Regions from separate parts of the Mus musculus genome. Here all the other regions are linked to region 1. Evidence: chromatin contacts called from public HiChIP or PLAC-seq and promoter capture Hi-C data. All regions are on one chromosome and are shown on one strand. Each heading gives the region's core, a stretch centred on a gene start, on an enhancer-like site or on the middle of the called end of the contact. The rest is flanking DNA. Distances are from core to core; before and after follow the strand shown.

Region 1 (2,700 bases), core at 78-2,577:
GAAGGTCAAGCAAGGGGGTGGCAGGGCTCCAATCCTATCTCAGGGTTTGTCCCAGGGGAAATCCCATAGGCAGGAAGGAGATTCGGGGAACTACAAGTTTGGGGAAACAGCAAAAGCTTTAGGCCTGCAGCGACTTCCTAGTGCTGATAGCTTACTTTTAAACAGTTTCAAGGGCTGGTGAGGAGGCTCTATGAGTAAAGCGCTTGCTGCCAAAGCCTCAGGACCTAAGTTTAATCCTCAAAAGTCACAGGAAAGCGGACGGGGAGAAACGACTGATGCCACAGAGTTGTCTTGCACACAGCCACTATGACCCACAGGTACACATGTACATGCGCTCTCTCTCTCTCTCTCTCTCTCTCTCTCTCTCTCTCTCTCTCTCTCTGGTGTGTGAGTGAGTGTGCATCTGTCTGTTTCTCAATAATAAGTAAGTAAGTAAGTAAGTAAATAAATAAATAAATAAAGACAATTTCAAGCATTTTCTTCGACATACTTTTAGGTTAAACAACCCAGCCTCCCCAAAGGTCTGGGCTCAAAGCTTACCCTGACTGCATTGTATGACCCTGTCAAATCCTTTCTATTTTCAATCTGGAGTTCATCACCAGTTTAAACAACTATGACCCTAGGACTTCATCCACAATAAACACTGTCGACATTGGGCTTCAGGCTCCAGAGAGATAGTGAGGTGCCGGAGATCTCAAAGAAGAGAACGGGCCCCAAAGAATCAGGAGACAGGTGGAGTTTAGCCCTGAAACTATACGTGAGTGGCATATTGTGTAGCCCTTTGGTTATGGCCCACCGCACCAACAGCGACGGAGAAACAAGTGTCTGGATGAGTAATCATCCTAGCGTTGGCTTTCCAGCTGTAAAATCTTAAGGTCTTGCTGAAACCCTCTTCCCGCCTCTAAGATCGTGTTTCTAGGAAGCTGGCTGAGAGGAGGATGAGGTGAGCACAAGTGTAGCCGGCCGTTGGATTCACGTGCCCTGCTAAGATTTTGCCCGGAAAGTACCTTATCTAGGAGATGTTAGGCGCCTTGCCACCCTCAGCCCTTGGCTGGAAGCCCGCAGTGCGCCAGGCTGGCAGGGGGAGGAGACTCGCGCACTGCGGCTGGGGGTGCAAGTGCTCAGGCTCTAGCGCCCTGCCTGATCGCGGCCCCAGGGTCGAAGGTAGGGTGCTCCAAGGATGCCCACTACCTTTGCAGTCTGAGCATCACTCACCGTTCAGTCATCGCGCGGTCCAGAGGCCACCAGCAAGAGAGGTCGCGTGCACTAGAATTGTGCCTGCACGGACTCAAGAGCCCTGCATCTGCTGCAGGGATCAAGTCCGTCCCAGCCCACCCTAGACACACCTCCTCCCGCCCCCGAACACGCCCCTCTCCGCCCTGGACACGCCCCTTCTCTCTGGTCAACTGCTTTGCCTATCAGCCCATCTCTTCCTTCTAGGGTGCTTGGTACTGATGCCCCTCAAGTAGACCCCGAGCATTTGCTCACTTGTTCGATCTTTACGGACACCACTAAGCGCTTCGCGCATCACTTAAGTCCCCAATCCTCGAGGGCACCCCAGGACGCAAAGAGAAAGCAGTAGGAGTGGGTCCCCAGGGGCCCTCGGTCTACACAGGCGGAGGCCAGGGAGCCTGGGTAACGCAGATACTTGGGTTTCAACAAAGACCTCTGCGCAGGCGCTACAGCTACTACTGTGCGCTTCCTAGGGAGGGTGGAGTGTGTGTTCGCGCGCGTGAAGTCTGGGACATTTATTTATTGTCCAGGTGGCACCTGCAAGCAAAGTTGTGGCTTCTCAGAAAGCTACATTAAAAAATAGGAGCTGGTGAATTTAAAAAGTTAGTTTCCTCTCTCTCGGTCGCTGTTTTCTGAGGAGATTGGCCAGCGCTGAGGCAGAGCCCCAGGCTATAGGCTGGGAGCTTAGGGAAGCTGGGCGGCTGTGAGGCAAGGGAGCTTTGTTGACTCTGTTTTATTTCATGGTTCCCAGTCCTGACTTCAGGACCTCTTGCCCTCCCTCGCAAAGTAAGTCATCTCAGCTCGGCTCATTCCCTGGTTTCTAACCCTCTTAGAGTCACAGGGCCGTTTTAGAGTATGAAGTGGGACTTCTAAAAGTGTAGGTACTCACGTATTTGAAAACAGACGGCATTAGAGTCTCTGGACCCCAATGCAGCGCACCGTGCCAATTATGGCCGGCGAAGAGATGGCAAAGAGATTGTGCTCCGCCCTTTACTTCCTGTGTCACAGACTCTCTGTCTATTTCCCTACCTGCAGCGGGCTAAAAATGACCAGCCTGCAGTCCCTCTTCAACTTAGCTTTCACTCGTGTTCTTAGAGAGTGATCCATTCTCTGCCAACTAGGGTTTCCTGTGGTTGGTGACCTGTTGTTGGAACCCATGTTTCTTCCCACAGCCCGAAAGCATCAGAACTGAGCTCATTATTTGGGTGCTTCGAAAAGTTTTGACAAACCAAAAGCACGGAATTCCACCGTAACTCCCAACTTCTCCAATTCACCCCTGTGCAACTGAAGAAGTCAACAGCCGGTGGGGAGGGCGAGTCTCCCTGTGGCTCTCCAGCATGAGTCGTGCTCTCTGCCCCAGTTCACCTTGTTGTCTCTCTCACCTTGCTTGGGACATAGGCCTCAGGTGTCCTGAGCCCTCCTTGTATGTTTTACATGTGCTGCTGATCTGGTCTGCTGTTGCTCCAC
Region 2 (2,700 bases), core at 182-2,681, 1.3 Mb after region 1:
ACTGGGTGGGGACGAGGTTGGTCACTCCTCCACGCAGAACACTCCACGCAATGGGACTTTCTCCAGGAATCTCATGTTGGAAAAAGGAAAAGGTGCCAGCCGAAGGGAAACTTCCCTTACTGGAAAGAGATTTCTCACAGTCCTAACTGCTCGTCCAACAACCTTGCAGAATGAGACTGGAGCCCAGACAATGAGGTGTTAATGGTGGGTGCAGCTTGAGCTGGAGTGCTGAGGTGTGGGTATCCCAGGCCCTCTGTTTAAACTGTAATCTCACGTTAGGACAGCCTGGAGTGGGTCACTGCAGCTCCGGCCCTTTCCCCAGTGTGTCCTCACTTCCTGCTTTTTACAGAATTGGGCTTTTAAAATTGGCTTCTTAAGGATGATGGGTAACGTGGCTCCTTGGTACACACTGTACAAGTCCCTAAGGAGTGGTGCAAGTCGGATCCAACATTCAGGAGGCAGAGGCGGGAAGATCAGAAGTTCAGGGTTATCGTTCACGACTGCACAGTGAGGCTGAGGCCAGCCAGGGTTACACATGACCTTGTCTCAAACAATAAAAAGAGAGAAGGAAAGAAGTCATGGCTTTTGAGTTAGGAGCCAAGGAAGCAGGCAGACTCAGCAATGGAAGTCTTGTTGTGTGTGGGGAGGGTTGAGGGAAAGGTTTCCTTGTAATGAGAAAGGGGGTGTTTAGGCAGATATTGTTGCTCGCTGGGGGGGGGGGGTGGGGTTGGAAAGAGAAAAGGCTGTTGTGGGTTTAGCAGGGAGTGTCTGTCAGCCCTGCATTGTGGAAGGGGCTTCTGGGGTGTCCAAGTACATAGCTCTTTAAAAGGGGATCGCTATGGGTCCTGGCTCCTTAACACCTCCTGCTTCTTTGACCTGGCTTCAGACTGTCCTTGTGAGGCTGTGAAATACAACTTACTCTTTAAAATCCTGGGCCTCGCCTGGCCAAGGGAAACCCTGGCCGTTTCTTATCAAAAGGAATTATCTAATCCCTGAGCAAGCCATTTGTAAAAGGGGTCACCGATGAATGACCATGGAATTTCAAGTTCTAAGTCAGGGCAATTATGATACTTCCTCCTTCCTCAAAAATTAGTGTGTTGCCAGGGATACCAGAGCTGGGGAGGGAATTCATTCTCAATGGTCTCCAAGCTTGCTGGCATCTGACTAGCTAAGGACTGTCAGTGGGTAGATAAGGGACTACCAGGTCACCTGGAAAGCAGCTGCGATTGGCAGAGGCCGACCAAGTCTCAGAAGCAAGGACCGGGGCCAGATGGGTGGGGAGGGACAACCTCAGGCTAACGCTCCAAAGGCAATGGTGAGTTTCTGTCTGTCACTCCCTCCACACATCAGATAGCAGATTACAGGTGGGTAGGTGTCAGGTAAGCCTCCTCTTGCGAGTCCATGTGAGGGCGCTACACTCTTCACTGGCCTGATGTGCTGGGCCTGGTTTCTCTGATAAGGTTGAAATGTGCTCACGGATTGCAAAGCGCCCTGCTGTGTGCCTGTGGTACCTCTCCCGCGCAGATGGAAGACCGCTGCTTTCAGTCCGTGTCTCATGGTTGGCACTAGATAGGTTGCAGTTTCAATCTGCACAACCAGACCCAGGATCTTTGGGCCTCCACATTTTGCATTCAGAATGGAATCGAACGTGGCTTGTAAAACTGGAGTCTCTCGGGAATGGCCTGATTAGCATAAGCACTGTCCCACCCTGGAGGGCGGGGGGGGGAGGGGGGGTGTGGGGGTGGGGGGGGTGGGGTGTGTGTGGAGAGGGCCCAGCCAGGCTCTACTGTCCTCCTCTGCCTTCTCTTTCTTTAGTTTTAATTTCTGTTTACTTTAGTTATCATCTGTGCTTGCAATTAATCCCAGAGCCAAGATTGTGCTTTACCAATGAGCCGCCCGCCCCATACCTGCAGCCTCCGATTTACAAACGTTTTAAACTCATTTTTTTTCCTTAAACACAAAATAAAACAAAAAACTCCTGATTTTTGAGCAGAATGTGGGATTAAAGGCTCATGTCAAGGCAAGGGGAGCTCTGTGTGTGTGTTAGGTTAGCCTGGAACTGTGTGTGTGTGTGTGTGTGTGTGTGTGTGTCTGTCTGTCTGTCTGTCTGGGGATTGGGCCTAGTGCCTCCTGCGTGTGCTCTGCCACTGTGTTATAGAACAGAATTTGTTCTAGAGCTTGTGACTCAGGGTTTCTCTTTGTTGCCCTGGCTGTCCTGGAACTCTGTGTAGACCCAGCCTCAGAGATCGCCCTGCCTCTCCAGTGCTAGGATTGAAGGCCACCATGCCCAGCTGTACCACCATGCCCAGCTGTGAAAAAGCTTTCTTATTTCAGAGCAGTGTCTTTCCTTCCAAGTACCATTCCCTAGACTTCCTTATCTACATGTAGTTTTCAGAATACATTAATTCTGAAGAGAGGCAGGGTCTGGAGTATCACCTACTTCAAGTTGACGGTCAAGAGACCTGTTTGTGTAGAAACTGCAGTGAAGAGCCTGTCTTGGTGTTCATGCCTGCAAGGCCAGGGCCGTGGACTGCACAGTGAGTTCCGTGTAAAACCCTCCCTCTCCATCCCCCTCCCCCTCTACCCCTGCCCTTCTCCCTCCCCCCCCCCCAGAGAGAGAGGTGGTAATGAATAAGTACTATAGTTCTTTGTTAATTTTTTGTTGTTTACATTTAATTAATTAAGCATGTGGAGTACAAC
Region 3 (2,700 bases), core at 169-2,668, 1.3 Mb after region 1:
GCGAGAGTGAGAGAGAGAGAGAGAGAGAGAGAGAGAGAGAGAGAGAGAGAGAGAGATGCTATGTTCTCTAGATAGAATATTAACTGTGACCATTTACTTTACTTAGAGCCCTTGGCTATTTCTAAGCATAGTAAACTTGAAGTTGTGATGGTGGCAGCGGAGGGGGTGATGGAGGTGTCAGTGGCAGTGGTGGGGGTGGGAGTGGAAGAGACCATGGTGCTGATGGGAGGAATGATAGCAGAGGTGTTGGTGATGGTGGTGGTGGTGATGGTAGTTATGGTAATGGTGAAAGCATTTGGTGATGACGGTGTTGATGGGTGTGGGTGTGGTGACAGAGGAGGAAGTGGCGGCGGAGGCAGTAGCTGCGATGGTGGAGGTGGCAACAGTGTGGAGGAGACAGGGGGATGGTGGGAGATGCTAGAGGGAAGTGTGATCCTTAGATCCTGGCAACAGAGCCATAAAAGCATTCTAATATCTGCTTGGTTTGAGGAGGGCCTTGCTAAGGAACAGTCAGACCTGTGATTGTGGCACGTGGGTGTGTCTGTGGGTGGGTGCACACTTGGCTAGCTAGCTCTGCTCCCTGTCTTTGCTTCCCCTTGCCCTGGACATCTGCCCCCACATACCTGTGGGAGCTGCCTGTCTTTGGGGTATGGGGCGCAAAGCTGCTTCCCAGAGAACAGTGTGGAACAGACTGGCACCCCTGTGTCTCCTGGGAGCTGAGTTGGAATGGGGGAAGGCAGGAACAGGAATCTTAGCCACAAACAGAGAAAGAATCATTTAGTTTCAGCCCCAGTCCTGCCGCCAATATCCTATAAGGCGTTTGGTTTATCTTTGTGCTTCTCAACCTCAATTTTCACATCTGTGAAGTGAGCTCAGGTCTTCTTGGGATAATGGTGTGTGTGTGTTTGTGTGTGTGTGTGTGTGTGTGTGTGTGTGTGTGTGTGTGTGTGTGTGTGTGTGTGTGTGTGTGTGTGTGTGAAATGCAATAACATCTGAGGATAAGCCCTGGGAGTGTCCTCTGAGTTACTGGTGCTGGGGTAGAGACTGCCTGCCAATACAATCTCAGGAGAGCCAAGTGCCTGGAGACGATCTGACAGGAACTGTCATGGGACTTGGGTTGGCCAGGCCCAGGGTGCCAGGCTGGTCTTAAGGTGAGAATCCAGGTCTAGGCTGACTGCTCTGAAGCCAGAGGATTCCTGTTACTCTTCAGTAAGGCAACCATGCTGGTCTAGACAGGAGCCCTCAAGATCGATCCCTGGGGTGGAGAGCTAGAGGGTTGGTGAAGCCAACCCTGGATCTTCCTGTACTCCAGTACCAAAGGGGAAATAGCTCGGCATTCGGGGACGATGGAGCAGAGCGGGCTTGGCCTGAGTTTCTTGCCTCTTGTTCCTTCTGTTGCCATGGAAACAGACCAGCGAAGCTTCCTTCCCTATGCCTCACCCCTCAAACTGATGGAAGAGGCAGTCTGGAAGGAACAGGGAAGCAGAGGGAGGGAAGCCACAGACCAGCTGATCCTCGACCCTCAGATGGAAGGGTTGGAGGGGAGCAGCTTTCTCAGGGTCTGAGTACTGATCAGTGCAAAGACGGTCTGAGAGTGCAGACCCTTGTTCCTCCTCAGGGTACAAATCGCAGTTCCGCATTTATTTTAATAGCCTTCAGAAAGTAACGTGGGTTCCTGTGGAAGTAGATTTTCCCTGTCTCCAGGCTGCCCTTGTGTTTCAAAGCCCCCCCCCCCCCGGACATTCTTGGCTTGCGTACCCAGCAACCAGGCACACCATTTTACGTGGTATTTTATTTTATGAGGCCGTTAGGGTTATGTGTCTTGATTTCATGCGGATGCATCTGGGAGCATCCTCTCTGAGTGTGGAGTGGCCTTTTTGTTTGTGACTAAGTGACATGAAGGTGCATTTGTCATGTTGCTAGATTTTGGCAAACCGTCTGCCATCCCAGGACGAAGCCAGACTCCTTTTTCAATCTACACTGGGACTGTTTTTCTGCTCCTTATCCTTGCCAGTCTGATTAATGAGATACACCTTATTCCAATTTTAGTTATCATGTAATTTTAGTTAACTCATGCAATGGATTGGATTTGGCATCTTTTCCTTCTTATAAGACCTTCCTGGGACCGGGGATATATAGCACACGGGAAGTCCTGGGTTCAATTGCCAGCACTGAAAAAAAACTTACCTGTATTTTTTGGTGTTCTTATCACGCACAGAGACTTCAGCTGGACTGTTGGCCTCGTTTGTCTGTTTTGTTTAGACAGCATCCGCCTTGCTCTGTAGCACAGGCTGGTCTGGGATGCAGAATCTTCCTGCTCAGCCTCCTGTGTGCTGGGATTATGAGGTGTGCTGATATTTATTTGTTTGTTTGTTTGGTTTTTCAAGACAGGGTTTCTCTGCAGCCCTGGCTATCCTGCAACTCACTCTGTAGACCAGGCTGGACTTGAACTCAGAAATCTGCCTGCCTCTGCCTCCCGAGTGCTGGATTAAAGGCGTGTGCTACCACTGTCCAGCTGTAAGATCTTTGAATATTAGGAAATAGGTACTTTTAAGGATGAGCTTCAAATTCTTTCCCCAATTTATTCTTTTCATTTTTTGCATTTGAATTTTTGCAGACATTTAAAATATAGGTAGCAAGCACAATTATTTCAAACTGACTTGGAGTTTTAGAAACATTCATATTGAGTATAAACCTGGT
Region 4 (2,700 bases), core at 89-2,588, 1.6 Mb before region 1:
AGTGGGTACACCACAATGCCTGACTGAAGGATGATTGTAAAAAAAAAAATGTATAATTATGATAATCTATATGAAGTAACTGGACAGCTCACAATTTCTCATATGCCCATGATCCATACTTTCCCATTTGTTAGAGAAAATCGGTAGGATGTAGAAGAAATTCAAGAAACACCAGGTGAATTTTAACTGGAAGAAAGACCTGGCCAGGAGCTAGACCCAGGATGCCCTACTGTACAGTGACTGAGACTCCGTACTCTGGAGTAACAAGCCTCAATCCTAACTAGATTCCTGTTCAATGTGCTGACCTGAATAAATGTGCTACCTGCCTGGGCCCTACACCCAGTCCATCAACTTCCTGAAGCCCACGGATCATTCCGTATTTTCTCCTTATCTTTCGATGGGATTTTCAAAGTTAGCTTCCAATTAGTCACCTGGGATGTTTTACACACTGCTAAAGTCCTAGGCCAATGAAATCAATCCCTGCAGACAAAACCAGTCTTTGTATTGCTAAAAAGCTATGGAAAACTCCAATGACAAAGGCTGAAAACACTTAAGTAGGACCTGCTACTTTGTTTTTTCCCCCTTCCCACTACATCTCTGCAATGCCACCACCTCTTCCTCATCACTCCCAACTTAGATTGGAGACAGACTACTCATGCCTCACTTATCCTATCAGCTCAGGCTGGTGATGGATCGGCATATAATAGCACTTGCTGCCAAACCAGATAAACTGAGTTCAACCTACCACGACCCACGTGGTGCAAGGAGAGAAACAACTCCCTCAAGTCGTCCTGTGACCTTCAAGTGTGCGCAGAAGTACAGGTGCGCTTGCTATATAATCACTAAGTAAATGTAAACATATAGATTTGCCTGGCGTGACAACACGAGCCTTTTAATTCCAGTACTGTGAGTTCGAGGGCAGCCTTCAGCCAACCCTGACCAGGGAAATCCAAATTCCGCTCACACCGAAGGACACTTTGCTAGGATGAACATTTCAACAATTGGCTCTTGGCGTGTCCGGGCTCCGCAGGAATGAAAGGCATGCGAGGAACGGCGAGGGCGAACAGGTGCCAGGCATGGGACTGGTCGGGGAACTAGGGGGCCTCCGACTCACCTCCTGGTGGGCACTGGGTCCTGCCTGGCGATACACCGCGGAGCCGTAGGCGAAGGCCAAACTCAGGTCCTCCGGGAAGTGAGCCAGGATCCTGCGCAGGCCCACGCCCGAGCTGTGCAGCGCCTGCAGCGCCATGGGCGGGCTGGCCCGCCGGTGGGACAGACGGTGCTGTGCCGACCCTGTGCTCGCAATTCCCGGTCGTGCGGACCGCGCTTCCGCCCGGTCCCGCCCCTCCACGCACGCGCGCTTCAGAGCGGGCAGCTGGCAACCTGCGGGGAGGCCGAGGCTCCGTAGCGCCCTCTAGCCGGCGGAGGAGCACATTACATGTCTATCCTGTGACAACCTGCTATAGAGCCTAGCAAATCCTTTGTAGCACTAAAACTACGAATGGTTATTAAACCATTTAATTAATTAAATCATCCTTATATTGATTTTCTTTTTGCTTTTTGTTTTTTTTTTTGAGATAGGGTTTCTCTGTGTATCCCTGTCTGTCCTGGACTAACTCTGTAGACCAGGCTGGCCTCAAAGCATTCAGACAGGGTTTCACTGTGCAACAGCCCTGGAATTTGCTATATAGACAAAGCTGGCCTCGAACTCACAGCCATCCACCTGCCTCTGTCTCCAAAGGGCTAAGATGAAAGCATGAACTACCTCATTCACAACCTTGTGGAGCTATCACCTCTAGTGCCAAGTTGTAGGAGCATTTGAAGATTTAGAAAAACAAAAGAAATGTAAAACATGCCGGCCCAGGGGATTGTGATTGCTAGAAACTGACTGTGGTTTCTTCATGTTAAAGGTCTTTTTCAAGTCTGATAATAAATAAATGTTCCATAAAAGGAAACATATTGTATAAATATTCCCTCACATTTGCATTCAATTTTAGAGTCAGAGAAGTCTTCTTGCCCCTTCAGGGATGGTGTCTTAGTCAGGGTTTCTATTCCTGCACAAACATCATGACCAAGAAGCAAGTTGGGGAGGAAAGGGTTTATTCAGCTTACATTTCCACATTGCTGCTCATCACCAAGGAAGTCAGGACTGGAGCTCAAGCAGGTCAGAAAGCAGGAGCTGATGCAGAGGCCATGGAGGGATGTTCTTTACTGGCTTGCTTCCCCTGGCTTGCTCAGTTTGCTCTCTTATAGAATACAAGACTACCAGCCCAGAGATGGTCTGACCAATAAGGGGCCTTTCCCCCTTGATCACTAATTGAGAAAATGCCTTACAGTTGGATCTCATGGAGGCATTTCCTCAACTGAAGCTCCTTTCTCTGTGATAACTCCAGCTGTGTCAAGTTGACACAAAACTAGCCAGTACAATTGACCCCTTGTCAACCTGATACACAAACACATCACTAGTAAGCCTCAACCCTTACATTCTTATTCATCCCCAAGATCTAAATAACTTTAAAAGTCCCACAGTCTTTACATATTCTTTTTTTTGGGGGGGGGCTTGTTTAAACACTTTATTCAGAGGCTTGGGGAAAGATGGTAGAACACGCTGTCTGCTGTCCTGCGCGGGGCAGACCTTAGAGCAGTCCCGGTCGCTAAGAGCGTCTTTACATATTCTTAAAATTTCAATCTCTTTAAAAT
Region 5 (2,700 bases), core at 69-2,568, 1.8 Mb before region 1:
CCCATTACCCTGGTCTCAAATCGCACGTAGGTAAGATTCCAAAAGATGGGATTGGGGTTTTCTCCAGAGAAGCTTAACTTACTACAGGGAGTGCCCAGGGGAAGGGGAGGTGATGGGCAAATCTAGGGGTGGGGGTATTTTCCACTTTCTTCAGCCTTCCGGCTGCTTATGGTGTAATTGCCAGGGACTGGGGTTGGAGGGAGCCTGTCTCACTGTCAGCTCTCTGCACAGGAAATGGGGCGGCAGACAAAGAGCCCGGCCTGGGCTCCCTGACACCAGGCCCTGCCAGTCCCACAAACCTCACAGGAAAAAAACCCCTTGATGCCTGAGACAATGGCTCAGGAAAACAACAACTTACTGTGGCTTTCTGCTGTTGTTCCTCTACCACATGAAATTCAGAGCAAGGGTCCACACCGAACACTGTACACGGTGATACGTTTAAAAATAAGTCCCAAGGCCCCTCCCCTCTACTCCAGCACCCACATGTTTAACTTCTCCTTACTTCTGTAAATTCCTACTTATGCATAAAATGCCAACAAAATCAAAAGAGAAAAATCACTTATAATGTAACGATCTTGTCAGACCTTGCTAGTACATCACAAGTAAACTTTTAACAGCGTGTCTCCTCCAGCCCTCCCCGGCTGCCACCCTCCTGCCGGGCAAAAGCGAACTGTCCTGAAATGGTACACAACTCTCTTTCCACTCGCTCCACCATCACAAGAAAGACAAGAAAATGTTCATAAGCCAGTCAAAGCCCCCCTCCAAAGGAGGAGTGGCCATCACAAAAGCAAAGAGTACATTCTAGAACATCTACCTTCATAGCACAGAACGCCGATATTGTTGTTCATCTTGTCCAAGTATTGGTAGTTCAACAGGTCCATCTTCATAAACAGCATTTATCTGTCCGGCTAGCAAAGAAAAACAGTTCTTTGCTTTCACCCCCAAAGAGAAAGTTTCAAAATTCAGTCTTAGCTGAGTAGCTCCAGGCTCTCCTAAAACTTCAGGAAGACAGAGGCCCAGCCTCAGGAGATCAAAACAAAGTATGTAAAAGGTTTTTAAAAATCATACACACACACACACACACACAAAAATCAGACTCAAACAAAACCCGTCAAGGGCTTGTGGAAGGTGTCTGATTGTGTCTTCTATTCGGCTTTAAAAAATCATTTCAGAAGACTTCTCGAGCCCGTCTTGGGGGTTTAAAAAGAAAGCAGTAAAAAAGAAAAACACAAAGCACATTTCTCAGGACAAAGGCACTCTCCCTCACAGCCCGCTGCAAGCTGACTGCACTGACATGCGGGCTATGCTTGGTATGACTCGTATGTAAACCAGCTTCCTCTGCTTTTGGGAGGGGGTAGAGGGCTGCTGTGAGCATGCTCACTGGAGCCTCGGCTCAGGCTCCAGGCGCTGCAGAATTAGCAGGAAGCAGAAAGAGGCGGGGGCAGTGAGGCACAGGGGGTGAGGAGAGCCTTTCCTCCCCGGAGCCAGAGGCCGGCAGAGGCAGAGGCCGAGGAAGTAAACCCCAGCAAGTTTGTGGGTGTTTTGTTTGTGGGGGAGGCTAAGCACAAAGTTTAAAAAAGAAAATCTGCTGTGGAAGCAAAGTACAGGGAATTTAACTTTCCGTGACTTCGTTGCAAGGGCTGGGAATCCAGGGCTTCCACAGGGGTGTGCTCTGTTTGGTACAAGGTTTCTTTGTTTCTTTGTAAGATGGGTTTATTAAGTCCAGGGACACAGCGAGTGTTTACATTTTCTTTTTTTTTTTTTTTTTTTTTTTTTTTTAAAGATTTTATTTATTTATTTATTATATGTAAGTACATTGTAGCTGTCTTCAGGTCTCATTATGGGTGGTTGTGAGCCACCATGTGGTTGCTGGGATTTGAACTCAGGACCTCTGGAAGAACAATCAGTGCTCTTAACCGCTGAGCCATCTCTCCAGCCCGAGTGTTTACATTTTCAAAGTCAATGTTACATGTAACTTCCTTCCTAAACTCTGTAGCTGTACAGATGGACAGGACACCAGAGGCAAATCCGTCCTCAGAAGAGTAAACAGATCTGGGGACAAGTGAGTGGCCTACAGGTCTCTCTCTCCCTCTCTCCCTCCCTCTCTCTCTCTCTCTCTCTCTCTCTCTCTCTCTCTCTCTCTCTGTGTCTGTCTGTCTCTCTCTCTCGCTCTCTCTCTGTCTCTCTGTCTCTCTGTCTCTGTCTCTCTCTCTCTCTCTCTCTCTCTCTCACACACACACACACACACAAACACACACACACACACACACAAACGGGGGAGTGGGGAGCTGGCTGGAGAGGTGGTTCCGAGCACTGGCCACTTTTGCAGAACACTTGAGTTCAGTACCCAGCACTCATAAGCACCTGTAACTCTATTTCCATGGAACCTGACTCCCTCTTCTGGCCTCCATGGGTACCGCATGCAATGACACACAGACATTGGAAAAAAAAAATGTACAAAAAAAAAAAAATACTTTTTAAAAATCTGTTTTCCAAACTCATCTGGGAGGTTGTGACCAATCATGGAAACTTTAAAAATGTTCCAAGTTCAAATCCAGAGCAGTGCTGAGCTTCATCAGCATCATGGAAGAAAGGAAAAGACCTGCTCTAAGTGACTCTGCTGCAGCCTGGCAGAGTGGCACCAGCCTGTAATTCTAGCAGTCGGAATCCGAGGGAGAGGAACTGCCACAAGTTCCAAGA
Region 6 (2,700 bases), core at 190-2,689, 1.5 Mb after region 1:
TTTACATCTGACAGAAATGTATTCACATACTAAGACATTCACAAGAATGTTATAACACCCCTAAAACCTAAAACAAATAATACACAAATCTGGAAGCACACATTCATGAACAGAAGAACAATCACATCACAGAATGGCACATTACACTATAAGAAAGAATTATCAACACCATACCATGATATGAATGATATCATATCAAAAAACACGAACAGTGACTTCCACAGCAATATTCTGAGAATACTATATATTAACTCCATTAACATGAAGCTTAAAATAGTCCAAACTAATGGCTGATGAAAGAAGTCAGAACTCTTAATGGGGAAGCAGGGGTAACCTATTTGGAAGAAGCAGAGCACTATGGGAATGTTGTACAATTAAAATCTGATGTGTGTAGCAGCAGACAAGGTAAGAAGCATGTAATGATTCACAGACAGTTCATTTTCATGCATTTGTTGACGTTTTTTTATATTTTATACCACTACAAAAGGAGTGTAGATGGATAAACAGTAATTTCTTAATTATCTGAAACTAAAGCTGGTTGTTTAATATCAACACTTCTAAGCCTCATATACTGAAAACACAACACCCTTTTTATATTCTTTTAGTCACATAATTTAAAAAAGATAGTAGCAAATATTCCCGAATATTATGCCATAAAACACCTTTTTATTACTTCGGAAATCAGAGGTGCTTTTTTAAATGCACCTTTAAGAGATGGCATTAATCCCCAAGGTATTAAAGGCCCAGGGGCCTTCAGTGGCATGAACTGTCAGGACACTGCATGTACATTTCAAAAACAAGCTAAAGCACACCTTCAGATTTAATGAGGACTTAAGAAGAAAAGCGTTAGATTTGTAACCAAACTGTCATGCCGCCAATGTCATCATCACAAACACAAGTACCGCTGTGGTATTTGACAAATTACCCAGCCAGTTGCTCAGAAATGCAGGAATTTTCTAAACTATCTGGTCCTTCTGACAGTTCTCCGTTTTTGGTTTTTATCCAGGTTCCGGCGATCATCAATTCCTACTCCAAGAGCATCTTTTAAAGGGGAGCGTTTTGTCAGAGGCAGGAGGGCTGCTGCCAGTGGGCGCGTTCAACCCCACAGTAAAAAGTTTAGCCACTCAGCAGAGATGATGACGAGGAGGTTAAAAAAAAAACCTGACACGCAAACCAGCGGTCCCTGGCAGCAGCGGTCTCCAAAACGGGACCAGCCTCGGGAGGGCGCGTCAAGGAAGCGCCGCGCCCAGCGGCGTCCCGGAGGGCTCGTCCGAGGGGACCGGCCGCTGCCCAGAGGCGCGGCAGGACACGGCGGTACTCACCGCGCCCGCCGCTCAGCGTCGCCGCCTCTGGGGACCTGCACACCTGGCCAGCGCCCTGCGCGGGGCCGGCCCGGCGCGCCGCCGCGGAGCACCGCCACTTCCGGCGCGCGCGAGGAAATGAGGGAAATGAGGCTGGGTTGCTGTGGCGCGCCCGCCTCCGCGGTCAGGCCCCGCCCTCCACAGCCAGACTCCGCCCTCCAGGGCCAGACCCAGCCCACCGCAGCCGGGCTCCGCCCTCCACACTGCCAAGTCCCGCCCTCCAGGGCCAGGCCTTTCTCTTTCCAGCTAGGACACGCCTATTCCTCCCTCTTCTGTCCTGTGCCCTGCACAGAAAGCTCCACAGATGACAGTTGATTCATCTAAAAACAAACAAACAAACAACAACTGAGATGGGTGCTCAAGCCCTGTGGGATAAATAGCCTGGGAACATCATGCCTTAGAGACACTTAACTAGACACGCATGTGGCTAATCGTCACATAAGTGCTAACCTGGCAGAGCTGACTAGCGGGGAGGCTGAGGATAGCCAACATGCCTTCTGCTCAGGGAAGATCGGTACTGAACACTGAAGAGGTCCTTACGTGTTTTTACTTAAAATAAATAATTCCATTTGCTGCATGTAAAGTACCGTGTGTGTGTGTGTGTGTGTGTGTGTGTGTGTGTGTGTGTGTGTGAAGTCTAGCCTTTTCAGAAAAGCACACACTGGCAAAGTTGGAAAGAGACTGGATATGCAGTCAGCAAGCCTATCTTAGAAGTAGGTGATCCAGACCGTTAAAGTTTTCAGGATTTCCCTTGTGGCATTAGAGGAGAACATCTGGGCAGAAGATATCTCAACAACTGTCAGCCAATAGAGCCAGCTGTGGTCAGGAACAAAGTGTCTCCCTTGGACAGCTGCTTCTTTAGGACGCACCTTGAAGTCCCCTCAGACATCCATCTTCTCTAGTACAATCACAAAAGACAGTCCACGTGGGTTAGCTGCCTGCTGTCTACCAGCCACAGTCCTAAGTATGAGTGCAGGGAGGCAGGAGAATTCTCTCCTAGGAGACTTGGAACATGGGGACCTTTAGCAAATGGTTAAGTGCCCAGCACTGCTAAATTTCCAAGATAAGGCAAAAATTCTCTAATGTATTAATAAAGTAGATATAAATGGCACCTCACTGAAATCTTAGCGAGCCACGATGCCAGACTCCAGCTTTGGCACTGTTAGTCCAAGCCCACATCTACTGTGTGCCTACGTTACACTTGACATTTCATTAACAGTTTCTGAGAAGTCCCCAGAAGCCAGGTGTGACATCTGCCTATAGTCCTAGCACTCATGAGGCTGAGACAGAAAAATGATATTTTTCAGGCCTTCCTGGATTACTTAGTAAGTTCCAGGGC
Region 7 (2,700 bases), core at 168-2,667, 1.2 Mb after region 1:
TAGAAAACATGCACCTTGGATTCCTAGAAAGTGGAAAGTGATACCATACATATTGGGTTTAAATGTTATAATCTATTTTTATCTGAATGCACAACACCTAATTTAAGCATTCCAAATAGCCTTGACTTTAAAACGATCGGCCTTTCCTAGCCCCATTCTGTTACTAGTTTCTGCTATGAAATACCTAAGACCCTCTGGGCAGAACAAAGTTCAGTACTCTGGTAACTGTTAACAGTGTGTCCAGGGACCTGGAGAGATGGCTTAGTAGTTAAGAGCACTGACTGCTCTTCCAAAGGTTTAATTCCCAGCAACCACATGGTGACTCACAACCATCCATAATGAGATCTGAATCCCTCTTCTAGAGTGTCTGAAGATAGCTACAGTGTAATCCTATAATAAATAATTAAATCTTTATAAAACAAAACAAAACAGTGTGTCCAACCTTCTGTGACACACCACTGTCCTTTACAAAGGCCACATTCAGAAGAACAATCGGGCTGTTCTGGTTAGGGTGCCTGTCAGCCAATCCTGCCAGACTGCGATCAATCCCCAGGATCCACGGAGAAGAAGGAAGGAGGTGACTCCTGCAAGTTGTCCTCGGATGGCCACACCCACGGGGGAAGGGCTTACACACACAGAGGGAAATATATGAACAAAAGATATTTGTAAAAAGAAGTCTCAAGTCTGAGGTTTAAGAGTTTTGTGATGGGCTTTCACAACGTTCCTGGGGACCATGTGGGCTACAGATTGGATGTTAATGTCACAGGTTTACCTAGAGATCCTTTTGGGAGACGACTGCACACTCAGAAAACACTCTGAAATCCTGTTGGTAAGTGAAACTTAGCGACATTTAATACTATTGATTCCTTAGAATTTCGTTGACATTTTCTTTCAGATTTAATGGCATCAATTTCTGGAGGGGTGGCTATTTTATGATTAAAATTATTTTTTGGGTTTGGAAGTTCACTGATCTATTAAGTCAACCTTATGATCCAGTTTTTAGTTCTTTATATCCAAATACATTATTGTTGATTCTTAAAAATATTCTGTTTTTAAGTTTGTGTGTGTGTAGGTTTGTACACATGAACACATTGTACATGAACACAGGCGCCTGAGTCCAGAAGAGGGTGTAGGGATCACTGGAGTTAGAATTACAGGCGTTGGTGACCTGCGCAATAAATATCTGGAGACTGTACTCCAAAGATAAGAGCATGGAGTAACCAGTGATCGATTCTTTTCTTTCTTTTTTAAATTTCGACACGGGCTTCTCGAACTCACAAACCTCCTTCCTCGGCCCTAGTGATGAGATTACATGCTGTGAATACATATACCACACTATTCACTTAAAGTGGTTATTAACAGCTTCAGAATATTTTTAAGGCTGAAGACAATTTTATAATGATTTTTTACCCTCTAGCATCATCATAACAAGTAAAAGACACCTTGGGGGAGTATTTTAAAACTGTATGTGTCTGCAACGAAAAGAGTGCACAACAACTTGAACTATTCAGGGCCAACCACAACCTCAAACTGGGGGCTCACAAGAGTGAGCCCATCGTCGCCGGAAGTGAGCTCGGAAGTAGCGCTTTCCTGCCCGCAGCCTTCTGGGACTTGTAGTTCGAATCCTCGATGATGCTCGGGAGTCCTGCGTTACCAGGTGTGGGTTCTACCTACAAGAGGTGAGCAGAGCTGGGCTGCCCCAGGGGTGGGCAGCGGTGTCCTGGTCCAAACTAGGGGGCATTACCACTCGGAGCCAGGCTCCGAGGCTGGGAAGGCTCCTTGCGGCTGCGATCCCACGTGCTAGCAGCCACGGTAACCCCCAAACCCCCAGTAACACCCCGTGCACCAGGCCACCCTCACGGAGGGCCAGGCCCCTGCAGCAGAGCAAACCGCAGCTCCGTAGACACCCTCCTCTTGCTTGACCAAGTTCTGACCTGGGTGGGTCCAATGATGATGTTGCTGGACATCAGGAGACCATGAGAGAGGCTCCTAGAAGAGACCCCTAAGAGTACTAAGGTTTCCGCTGCACAGCCCTCCCCTCTGCGACCTAGAAACCAGTCAGATTTCTGAGAGGACGGTCTGGCAAGGGATACTGGGTAGCTGTAATGCACGCAGTGAGAAGATGCACAGAACCTGAGAACACCCACTCCAGAACTTCAGTATTGAAATAGGTTGGTCTGAGGAGATGGGCATGTCAGAACTACCCTAGGCAGAATCTGCCCCTCCCTGAAAATATGACCATGCTTCAGGTGACTTGCAGTTTCTTTCACCAAAAATGCCTCATCTCTGAGCTAGATACAGCTTTTCTTTCTTAGAACAAACTAGGAAATCAGCATTGAGTATTTGCCTAGAGTGAGGTCCTTGTGGTCTTTCTCTTTATTGCCAAGCTTCATTGTGAGATTGGTATTTTATACAAGGGAACGAGAGCATTTGGGACCTTACAATATGTATCTAGCAAACGGTATCAACTGGTTCAGCATTGGGTCTGCTGACCCGGAAGTTCTATGTTAATTCTCACTACACTGCCTTGCCACCTTGTGAAGTACTCAAAACATCCAACCAAGCTCTTCTGAAAGGCTCTATGGAGCATTTTCTCCCTGTAGTCTGGAAGTCGGCTCTCCTATCGTACATTTCACTCGGTGTATGTTCCACGAGTTACTCTTCGTTGTTAAGACCAAAATATCTTGGGTAATGAGTTTG

Evidence for each region. Promoter capture Hi-C pulls out the DNA fragments that hold promoters and counts their contacts. HiChIP or PLAC-seq counts read pairs in DNA pulled down with a chosen protein or histone mark.
Region 2: an H3K27ac HiChIP or PLAC-seq map of embryonic stem cells shows a contact between it and region 1, with 5 times the contacts expected there. The contact joins the enhancer-like site here to the promoter of Rassf4 in region 1. A contact is called at or near these places in 5 of 39 promoter capture datasets (the 3T3-L1 cell line, hippocampal neurons, liver and 1 more) and 2 of 115 datasets of contacts at active chromatin or transcription factors (embryonic forebrain and embryonic stem cells).
Region 3: a promoter capture Hi-C map of hippocampal neurons shows a contact between it and region 1, with 2.5 times the contacts expected there. The contact joins the enhancer-like site here to the promoter of Rassf4 in region 1. A contact is called at or near these places in 6 of 39 promoter capture datasets (the 3T3-L1 cell line, embryonic stem cells, hippocampal neurons and 2 more) and 1 of 115 datasets of contacts at active chromatin or transcription factors (large pre-B cells).
Region 4: a promoter capture Hi-C map of pre-B cells shows a contact between it and region 1, with 4 times the contacts expected there. The contact joins the promoter of Tamm41 here to the promoter of Rassf4 in region 1. A contact is called at or near these places in 1 of 39 promoter capture datasets (pre-B cells), 1 of 484 Hi-C or Micro-C datasets (B cells) and 1 of 9 other capture datasets (liver).
Region 5: a contact with region 1 is called in a promoter capture Hi-C map of pre-B cells, with 4 times the contacts expected there. The contact joins the promoter of Vgll4 here to the promoter of Rassf4 in region 1.
Region 6: a promoter capture Hi-C map of pre-B cells shows a contact between it and region 1, with 2.6 times the contacts expected there. The contact joins the promoter of Csgalnact2 here to the promoter of Rassf4 in region 1. A contact is called at or near these places in 6 of 39 promoter capture datasets (the 3T3-L1 cell line, the C10 cell line, hippocampal neurons and 3 more), 1 of 115 datasets of contacts at active chromatin or transcription factors (bone marrow-derived dendritic cells) and 1 of 9 other capture datasets (adipose tissue).
Region 7: an H3K27ac HiChIP or PLAC-seq map of bone marrow-derived dendritic cells shows a contact between it and region 1, with 6 times the contacts expected there. The contact joins the promoter of Zfp239 here to the promoter of Rassf4 in region 1. A contact is called at or near these places in 7 of 39 promoter capture datasets (the C10 cell line, cranial neural crest, embryonic stem cells and 4 more), 1 of 484 Hi-C or Micro-C datasets (uterus), 7 of 115 datasets of contacts at active chromatin or transcription factors (bone marrow-derived dendritic cells, cardiomyocytes, embryonic stem cells and 4 more) and 2 of 9 other capture datasets (adipose tissue and embryonic stem cells).

The regions. Positions count from the first base shown.
Region 1 is chr6:116,672,509-116,675,208 of GRCm38.p6, forward strand. It overlaps Rassf4 (Ras association (RalGDS/AF-6) domain family member 4), which reads right to left and starts at 1,328. Exons shown (of 11, transcript NM_178045.4): 1 at 1,216-1,328.
Region 2 is chr6:117,955,855-117,958,554 of GRCm38.p6, forward strand. No RefSeq gene overlaps it. Among named protein-coding and RNA genes, the nearest start is that of Fxyd4, 20 kb to the left of the region's middle. Within about 2 kb of position 1,432, at least 13 of the 459 cell types and tissues checked have an H3K27ac peak or open chromatin away from gene starts, as enhancers often do. A contact at or near this core is called in embryonic stem cells, where this site is marked.
Region 3 is chr6:118,018,418-118,021,117 of GRCm38.p6, forward strand. It overlaps a transcript of Rasgef1a not described here. Among named protein-coding and RNA genes, the nearest start is that of Gm38884, 35 kb to the left of the region's middle. Within about 2 kb of position 1,419, at least 37 of the 459 cell types and tissues checked have an H3K27ac peak or open chromatin away from gene starts, as enhancers often do. A contact at or near this core is called in hippocampal neurons, where this site is marked.
Region 4 is chr6:115,036,536-115,039,235 of GRCm38.p6, forward strand. Tamm41 (TAM41 mitochondrial translocator assembly and maintenance homolog) reads right to left here and starts at 1,339. Exons shown (of 8, transcript NM_026894.1): 1 at 1,115-1,339. The coding sequence starts at 1,249.
Region 5 is chr6:114,920,503-114,923,202 of GRCm38.p6, forward strand. It overlaps Vgll4 (vestigial like family member 4), which reads right to left and starts at 1,319. Exons shown (of 5, transcript NM_177683.3): 1 at 815-1,319. The coding sequence starts at 896.
Region 6 is chr6:118,137,701-118,140,400 of GRCm38.p6, forward strand. Csgalnact2 (chondroitin sulfate N-acetylgalactosaminyltransferase 2) reads right to left here and starts at 1,440. Exons shown (of 8, transcript NM_030165.3): 1 at 1,323-1,440.
Region 7 is chr6:117,861,464-117,864,163 of GRCm38.p6, forward strand. It overlaps Zfp239 (zinc finger protein 239), which reads left to right and starts at 1,418. Exons shown (of 4, transcript NM_001001792.2): 1 at 1,418-1,679.